Linked DNA regions of Triticum aestivum: region 2 is linked to region 1. A link is a contact called in public Hi-C data. All regions are on one chromosome and are shown on one strand. The core of a region is the stretch at or near the end of the contact, and the rest is flanking DNA. Distances in the headings are between cores, read along the strand shown.

Region 1 (3,953 bases), core at 611-3,110:
AATATTCCAGGAAAAATTGAATTTGCATGCCAACAAAAAAATTCACTTCCGTACCTGACTAATGTAATCTTTATTCGAGAGCTCCGAGTTGTTTTCCTGACCATCATCAAGCTCATCCATCTATAAATTTTCAACACAAAAATATAATGTTGTCGGATGCCACCAAAAAATTATAACATGATAATGTCACTCACATTAAGATCTTCCCAATCATTCCCATTCTCTGGCCGATCTCCACGATCTGAATTTTCATCATCTGACCAATCTTCTATCTAGTCTTTCATCATTTCTCCAAACTCCATATCTACCATGATACCAGTTAACTCATCGTCCGCCATTTCCTACAACAAATAATATGTATCATCGCATGTGCAAACATTATCAATGATAAAATATACAACACATAGCACACGATCACGGATGTTATGTAAACAACCCCAACCGAGGGCGTTCAGATCTGCCAAACCTAGTAAGGAAGATGGCCACGGCACCCGTCATGATCACTTTCAATCGCGAGGAGCAGCACTACAAAACCTAGCTAGATCTGTGATTACCTCTGCCGCCGGATACCTAGGTTAGCCGCCACATCAAATAACGATAGTCGTGGTGCACACAGCCGACAGCAACCGACGCTACGTGAACCCTAGACTGAAGAAACCCAAATCACGAGGAGCAGCACTACCGGAACAAGATCCACGATCGCCTGCGCCACCAGGTAGCTAGGTTACCCGCCCCGCTAGGTTAACCACTACCACTGACGGTGGCAGTTCATTCGATGTTGCCGCGAGCGAGACTAGAGGGGAGAAGCGGGATGCGGTACCTGTGAGCGTTGGAGATTCACGACGTTGCCGCTGTCCGACGAGATTGGCGGCAACGAGATAGCTGCCACTGGAGATCTATTGCGTGAATTATGGTGTTGCGTGAATGCTCGCGAGATTGATGGAGCTGCGTGAATGATTGGATTCGGCAGGTCTTACGTGGTCATGGGGTCGTGTGATGTTATTTTTTCGAAGCAGGGTATTGTACGTATACGATTTAGGTTATACAGAGTTAGACAGGATTTGGATCTAGCCTACGGCGGGCCAGGAAAAAAATAAACTTGCAGTGACAAAAATACCCCTCGAAAATTAGGTTAGGGGGAGCACCGTAGCAGGGCTCCTCCGTTCCATCTATATTACTTGTTGCTGCTGACAGATTTCAAAATAGAACAGACATACGTATGTGAGTTGAGTGGTTAGGTACATAGGCAGCCACACTGTCTTTGTACATCGGATGCTACAGACGCCGGGGGTAAACTTTCTTTTTCATCAACAAACAAAAAGGGTAGAAACCCTCCCTAAAAAAAAGGGGGGGTAGAAACCCACAAATACCATGCGTGAGCAGAACGGTGTGCGTCATGGTAGAATTTGCACGGGTAGGTGGTGGTCACGCATGCCGCGGTGGTGCAGGGGTTCATGCACCAGTCGATGTCCCTGAAATTTTTATTTCAGGTTCACGAGCCATGTTTTCGCATGGACAGGAGCATTCTATGCAACATGCATGTACGAGCTTTTTTGTGTGGATATATGATCTGCAAGGTGTCATTGGTCAAGCCAAGTTTATCAAGGTTGCTCGTGTTCTGAGTTTTGATTGGAACATCTCCGCCGCCTGCTGGCCGGTAGGATACGAAATTGCATTCGTCGGCCGAATCCATGCAAGGGCTACGTGAGCCTACCACCTGGCATCCATGTACGTACCTCGACCGGCCGGTCGATTTGGCGAGAGGCGTGGCCGGTGAAAACACGCGTGCGTGACAGGGAGAGCGCGTGCGTGACAGGGAGAGCGCGTGCGCGACCGCTGTCGAAATCGCTCTCGACTCCACCACGTACTGTAGGTCAGGTCAAGGCCGGAACTGCACCTCGAGCGCCCTTACGTGACACGTGTTGTTTGTTAGGCTTTTCCTTATCCGGCTATCCGTTATCCCGACTAGCTCAACGCCACTTTCAAACCAACACAAAAAAAAAGACCAGCTCGAAGCCTACATGTAGACCGTAGACCGAACGTACATCGATACACCTGTACAGAGACTGAGGGTGTGTGAGCCAAGATGTTGGAACTCTACGCACGTACGCAGCTTGACCACCACTACGCACGTACGCAGCTTGACCACCACACGAGTCACTCGAATGTTGCTGACCGTTATTGCTGGTTCCTCCTGCTGTGGTCATGCGAGGAAGTTACGTACGTACGTGCTGCACGTGCATGCGTGCGGTCCGCACGATCGGTGGCCAGTTGTTGTTCCGACGCCTTTCGGTTCGGAGATCAGTAGATCACGCACGACTTGACTCGATCGAGTTGAGTCGACTCTCGGCTCGGCCAGATTCGAGCGTGCACTCGATCTCGACGGATTTGCCTTTCGCGGGTATCACATATCCTGCTGGTTAATTAAGTAATCAGTTAGGCATGCTAATCTGCGGCTTATACCCTTCTTCACTCCGGGTGCAACGAGTCGTCACCCGCCTAACTCTGGACTCCGGAGCCGCGTGAGTGCGCGTGCATGCATGCACCCGCGCAGCACGCGTCGGCGGAGCTCACGTACGTCCTCACCTCACCACCGTGCAATGCATGTCGCCGGTCGATCGGGGCGATACGAGTCAGCCAGCCACCGGCACCGGGTGATCATACGATCGCTCACGTACGTACGCGACTGTACGCGTGCGGCCGCGCCTGCGCATGCACGTGTTGAGACTTGAGTGGAGATGGGAATCATGCACGTTCCATCCACTTCCACGGCAGGGAGGAGGGTTTTACTGGCGTTCACACACGCAAAAAGTTGCTGCTAGTGACCGACCGTGAAAAATGAAGCAAAGCCTAGCTTGCATACGTATACGTAGAGTACTTGTATACGTACGTATCTTGTTGGAAGAGTGGACCGATGCATAATTCTACTAGTGTCAGTCTTAAATAAAGTCATAGGATTTGAATTTGTATTTCTGTTTCTTCTATCGCCCTACATGTTTGGTTTTGGTTTCTTTTTGAAAAAAAAAAGCCAGGGAAAAACGACACAACATGCCAGTGCAAGCTTGTTGCACGCAGTTGATATGATCCGGGACTCTAGAACGATACCGCACCGGCCAAATGATTTGGGATTTCCCCATCCGGGGGTATCGATTCTTCTTGCGGACTGTGGACCATCATCCACGTGACTATATATACAATATGGCACCTGCAGTCTACTTGTAAAGCAGCAACGACGACCATATACCTGATGCATTCATATCCATGTTGCAGACAACTTGTAAAGTTGCTGGTCGTGATTCGAATATCAGAATTTCGTTCCCACCTACACATTGGTAAAGTTTTGGGTGATGGACCTCCACGTTATACATGTAGGAAGTTTCCGAAGATTTGAGAAAACAAAAGAACAAAGCTCCGACCAAACAACAACGTTTGTTAAATAAGAGTTCGCGCCTACGTAGACGAACCAACAGCATGTTTTTTGACTTATAAAACACTCTCTTAATCGATTCCGTCTCAAAAAAAACTCTCTTAATCGATGAATAGAGACAAGTTTTTAGCTCATTGTTTAACAAAAAACTAATCCATTTGATATTCTTTTTTTTTGCGGGGAATCCTTGATATTCATTGGATTTGTTTACTCCTCGCCTCTCAAACCATCTTTTAAGTTTTAATTAAACCTTTATACGAGCAAAGCAAAATTCCTCGTCTCCCGCCGCTGGTCCGCCTCGTCTACGGTGGCCTTAGGGCTATGGCGACGCGGTGGATCCTGGCCCTTGCCGGCAGGAGGGCTCCGTCATTAGATGTTCCTTCAAGTTTTGTTAGGCTTTGTGTCCTGCTCAGGAAGACGAGACGGCGGCGGCTTTCTGAAGATGGAATAAGGTTCTTCCCGCCTAGTTCCCGTCTTGGTGGTGCATATAGCATCATCGGTGGGTGTGTGGAGGCGTGTCTCCGGT
Region 2 (3,949 bases), core at 959-3,458, 260 kb before region 1:
CTTATGGATCTAAGAAATTGGAAACAATATAATCAATTCATATATGTCATCCAACCAACACAAATGGACAAATGAACTAAATTTCGCACAAATTGGACAACTAACTACTATTCATACTAAAGTTAACCTAACCATTAACCCTAACCCTAACCATAACCCCTAACATAACCACTATAACCCTAACCCCCAACATAACCACCAACATAACCCCCAACATAAATACCATAACCCTAACCCTAACACTAACCCCTAACATAACCATAACCCTAGCCATAAATGCATCATAAATACATCATAAATGCACACAACAAGATCAACACCTAGGGTTTGCAACCAATTGACCAAATGCACACAAAACAAAGATCTCAACCAATCCAAAGGAGGGGAAATGGGAGAGGTACCTTGGGTGATGAAAATGCTCCGGATCCACCGGTGAAATGTCAAGCAAATGGAGTGGATCTAGGGGGGGTTTGTGAGTGGGAGAGAGGGGGGAGAGGAGCTGAGCACGGGGAAGAGGGTGAGTGGGGAAGAAGAGTGGTGGTGGGGCCCACAAACCAGCCCCTCCCCACCTTATCCACCACACATGACCCTACAGCCAGAGGGTCTGGCGGTAGGCTTCAGTACCCTACCACCGGAGCCCCTGGCGGTAGGCCCTTTTCCACGTCAGCCAGCTCAAACGGTCGTCAGTCGCCGTGAAAGGCCCTACCGCCAGAGAGGATGGCGGTAGGACGTGCACACCTACCGCCAGCCCCCCTGGCGGTAGGCAAAAGGGTCAGATCCCGAAATATTTTTGAACGGGGGTCAGATCCTGATTTTGTTTGCAAAAAGGGTCAAAACACGAAATTTTGCCTCGTCTTGGACAAAGTCGGAGTCGTTTCTCAGAGATTGGGATGGCGATGACGCCTTTAGGCGATAAGTGATGACGATGTCGTCGTTGTATTGTCTCGACGAGGCCCCTGTGGAGCGGCGTGTGTGGGTATTTTATGTGTGCCGCTCAGCGGTCTGTGATGGTTTTCGCCCAGTTTTTCACTAATTAACTGGGCAACTCTCTTCTCCTTAGTTAATGGATGAGGCAAATATTTTGCTTCCGTTTCAAAAGAAAAAGGTTTCTTGGGTGAGAAGGACAAAATGTTGGCCCTCATAGGTTAGCTAAAGTAGATGTGGGCGATGAACTTTGCAAGGTGGTTAAATGTGCCACCAGGTTGTATTTTGGAAGTGGTCTCGGACGAGATTCCTGAACTTCATTCAATAAATGCGGCAAGTTATCCTAAAAGAAAACACCAAGAAAATATACATTCCATAAGGCCATCAGATCAATCTCACATATCTATCTATCATACACAGGAACTTGTTAAAAAAAATATCACACACAAGAAATCTTGTTCTGCCTCTCCAAAAAAAACAAAAAAAAAGATCTTGTTCTGGGACTAGTACTCAACACATCAACCACGTTTTAAAAAGAAGCAAAAAAAGTATGAAGATACTCTATATAATCTATCTGCCACGCCTGATCGTGCCGGTGGAACAACATGGGACGAAGTCGATCAGAAGCAGGCGTCGAGGAGGCAGCAGCAGCACAGCGCCGCGCAGCTGCAACAACACAAGAAGCAGACGATCATTATCAGCTCGTTAGAAATGAGGCTACGGAGACGAGTGAGAATCCAGAACAAGGGAGACAAATTACGTACCATCCTTTCAAGAAGCCATCGCCGCCGTGGCCGTGTCCGCCGCGGCTGGTGGTGTCGGCGCCGGCAGGAGGGTACTGTTGGTCCTGCTGGTACATAGCCGGCGGCGGCGCGACGTAGGCCTGCTGGTGGTGGCCCGGCGGAGGGTACGCTGCTGCAGTGCCCGGTGGCGGGTAGCCTGCGTAACCGGAAGAAACAGAACGGTACACTCAGAATTCATTCAAGAACCAAACAATCTAGCTGGTGTTTTCTACGTACTGACCGTGGCAAAAGACGTGAAACCGCAAAGAAAATGGAACTGGTACGTACCCTGCTGGTAGCTCATGATCGAGTCGCAGGAAGAGGTAGCAAAAGCCCTGCAGAACAATGCTCTGTTCCTCTTAGTTCTGACGCAATTAACGGAGACCAATGAAGAACAGGAGATGAGGAGGAGGACGAACTTGCTAGTGACTGGACAGAACGGGATGGAGTGGAAACTGCATCATTCGATTTGTCTACTTATACAGAGAAGAGATGCATGCGCGCACGCGGCATCCCGGTCGGTTTGCTTAGACGCGTCGTCTTGCCTGCTTGAGACAGTCAGACAGACACTGGTCGACGCAGTGGCGAAGCCACGCTTCACCTGTGTAGTCGCTTGACTACACAGGATTGTGGCAAAGCCTAGACCACCGCGTATGTGCACCTCGCCGCTAAATAATCAGGTTCTAGAGAATTACTACACGGACCAACTTGTTATCTATTGTATACATGAGAATTTGGCTGGCCGCCTGGCCCATTTAACAAAAGGAAGTTACATGAGATTTGGCTAGCCCATTTAACAAAAGGAAGCCGTAATTAAACTTCCTTAACTGGTTGATCCTCATTCCCTCAAAAAAAACTGGTTGATCCTCAAATCACGCACTACTCCTTTATTTTCACCAGCGAGTGTAATCCCTAATGGTGAATTGGGCACAGCACCGTGGGGAGGAGCACGCCACCTCCGCTGCTCCGCTAGTATCCATCTTTCCAGAGACCGCAACACTGCACCTTTGGCGACTGACGAGGCCCTTCCTGTTTCATTTGTGTTTAAGATCTTCTTTTTCATCCAATTATCATATCATATTAAGAAATTTCAATTTTCATTACCTTAGAAAAAGCTTGTTTTGTCACTTGTTAGGTCTCAAGTCTGGCCATGGTAAACAGATAAATTTTGTCAAGAAGTGACAGAAGTAAAAATATCAGAGATAATCCAAGACTCCAATTTGAAAGAGGTTAGTGATCTTTGCAGAAAACTAGTTGGGAAAAAGGACACTGGTTTTCCTTTAGTATTTCTTTTGATGAAGCTCCTTGATTTTGGACAACAGTTGAGACTTGAGAGAGCATTTTCTGCAGTGAAATTTAGCAAGTCTGATTTGGGTAATAGAATAGGTGATGGATTCTTGTTTCATCGTCTCACAACCTATGTTAAAACTTATGTATTTCAGTCCATAGTATCGATGCTATTATGCATACATATCAAAATATTCATGATCAGATCAGAGGGTTATTATAGTAACTATGTTTGAAATAAAGTATGATCGTTTATGTTCCTACTTGATTTGCCAAAAAACAATCGTAAAGCTTGACATCACAAGGTTTGGGTCCTGGCACCGCCACTGGGTCGACGGATCCCTTAAACTGGAATAAAGTCCACGCGGCAATGGCGCGGCGTCTCTCTCGTGGGTCGGTGGCCGCAGCCTGCAGGTGACGGTTCCATCCTTCCTTCCTCGCTGAAATTATCTGCGGCGAAGATTCCTCGTCGACGAGGGCCGGCCGGATAGGCTCGCATTGGTCAAATTAAATCGCGAATCCGTAGCTGGTCAACTGCATCCAGAGCAGAGGAGATGCCACGCGGGGACGAATCGATGCATGCCACGACGGAGGAGTACGTATAGTCCAACACGGTTGAGCCGCCGGCATAATTACACGCGCTGGTCAGCGATTAGCAGAGACGACGTCGTGGCGTCTTGGATTTCTGCTCTAGGTTCATCTGCTTGGTGTGGTGCTGGTGCACCAGCCGGGACCTCTCAGTTGGACCAATGGCGGTCAACCACGCACGAGACCCACCGTCCAACGGAACCATGACCACGCCCGAGGCGGCATGCAAGCGCAACACCTGAAAGCGCGTTGTCCGTGGCACGGTGGCATGGCAGGCAGGGCAGTTCAGCTGTCTTCATACTGGTTTCCTTTCGCTTTCTCTTCTTCTCCCCCCAGGTCGACCGACGCGGGTAAGCAACCGTGTGTGT

Evidence for each region. Hi-C and Micro-C count contacts between places; a contact is called where the count stands out from the background.
Region 2: a contact with region 1 is called in a Hi-C map of leaf, with 4 times the contacts expected there. The contact joins the promoter of LOC123168044 here to the enhancer-like site in region 1.

What each region holds. Positions count from the first base shown.
Region 1 is chr7D:462,530,763-462,534,715 of IWGSC CS RefSeq v2.1, reverse strand. No RefSeq gene overlaps it. Among protein-coding and RNA genes, the nearest start is that of LOC123167709, 14 kb to the right of the region's middle. Within about 2 kb of position 1,860, at least 1 of the 8 cell types and tissues checked has an H3K27ac peak or open chromatin away from gene starts, as enhancers often do. A contact at or near this core is called in leaf, where this site is marked.
Region 2 is chr7D:462,793,873-462,797,821 of IWGSC CS RefSeq v2.1, reverse strand. LOC123168044 (cysteine-rich and transmembrane domain-containing protein WIH2) reads right to left here and starts at 2,208. Exons shown (of 3, transcript XM_044585909.1): 1 at 1,995-2,208; 2 at 1,689-1,863; 3 at 1,269-1,590. The coding sequence starts at 2,010. The coding sequence ends at 1,545. It overlaps LOC123166514 (cysteine-rich and transmembrane domain-containing protein B), which reads left to right and starts at 3,929. Exons shown (of 2, transcript XM_044584322.1): 1 at 3,929-3,949.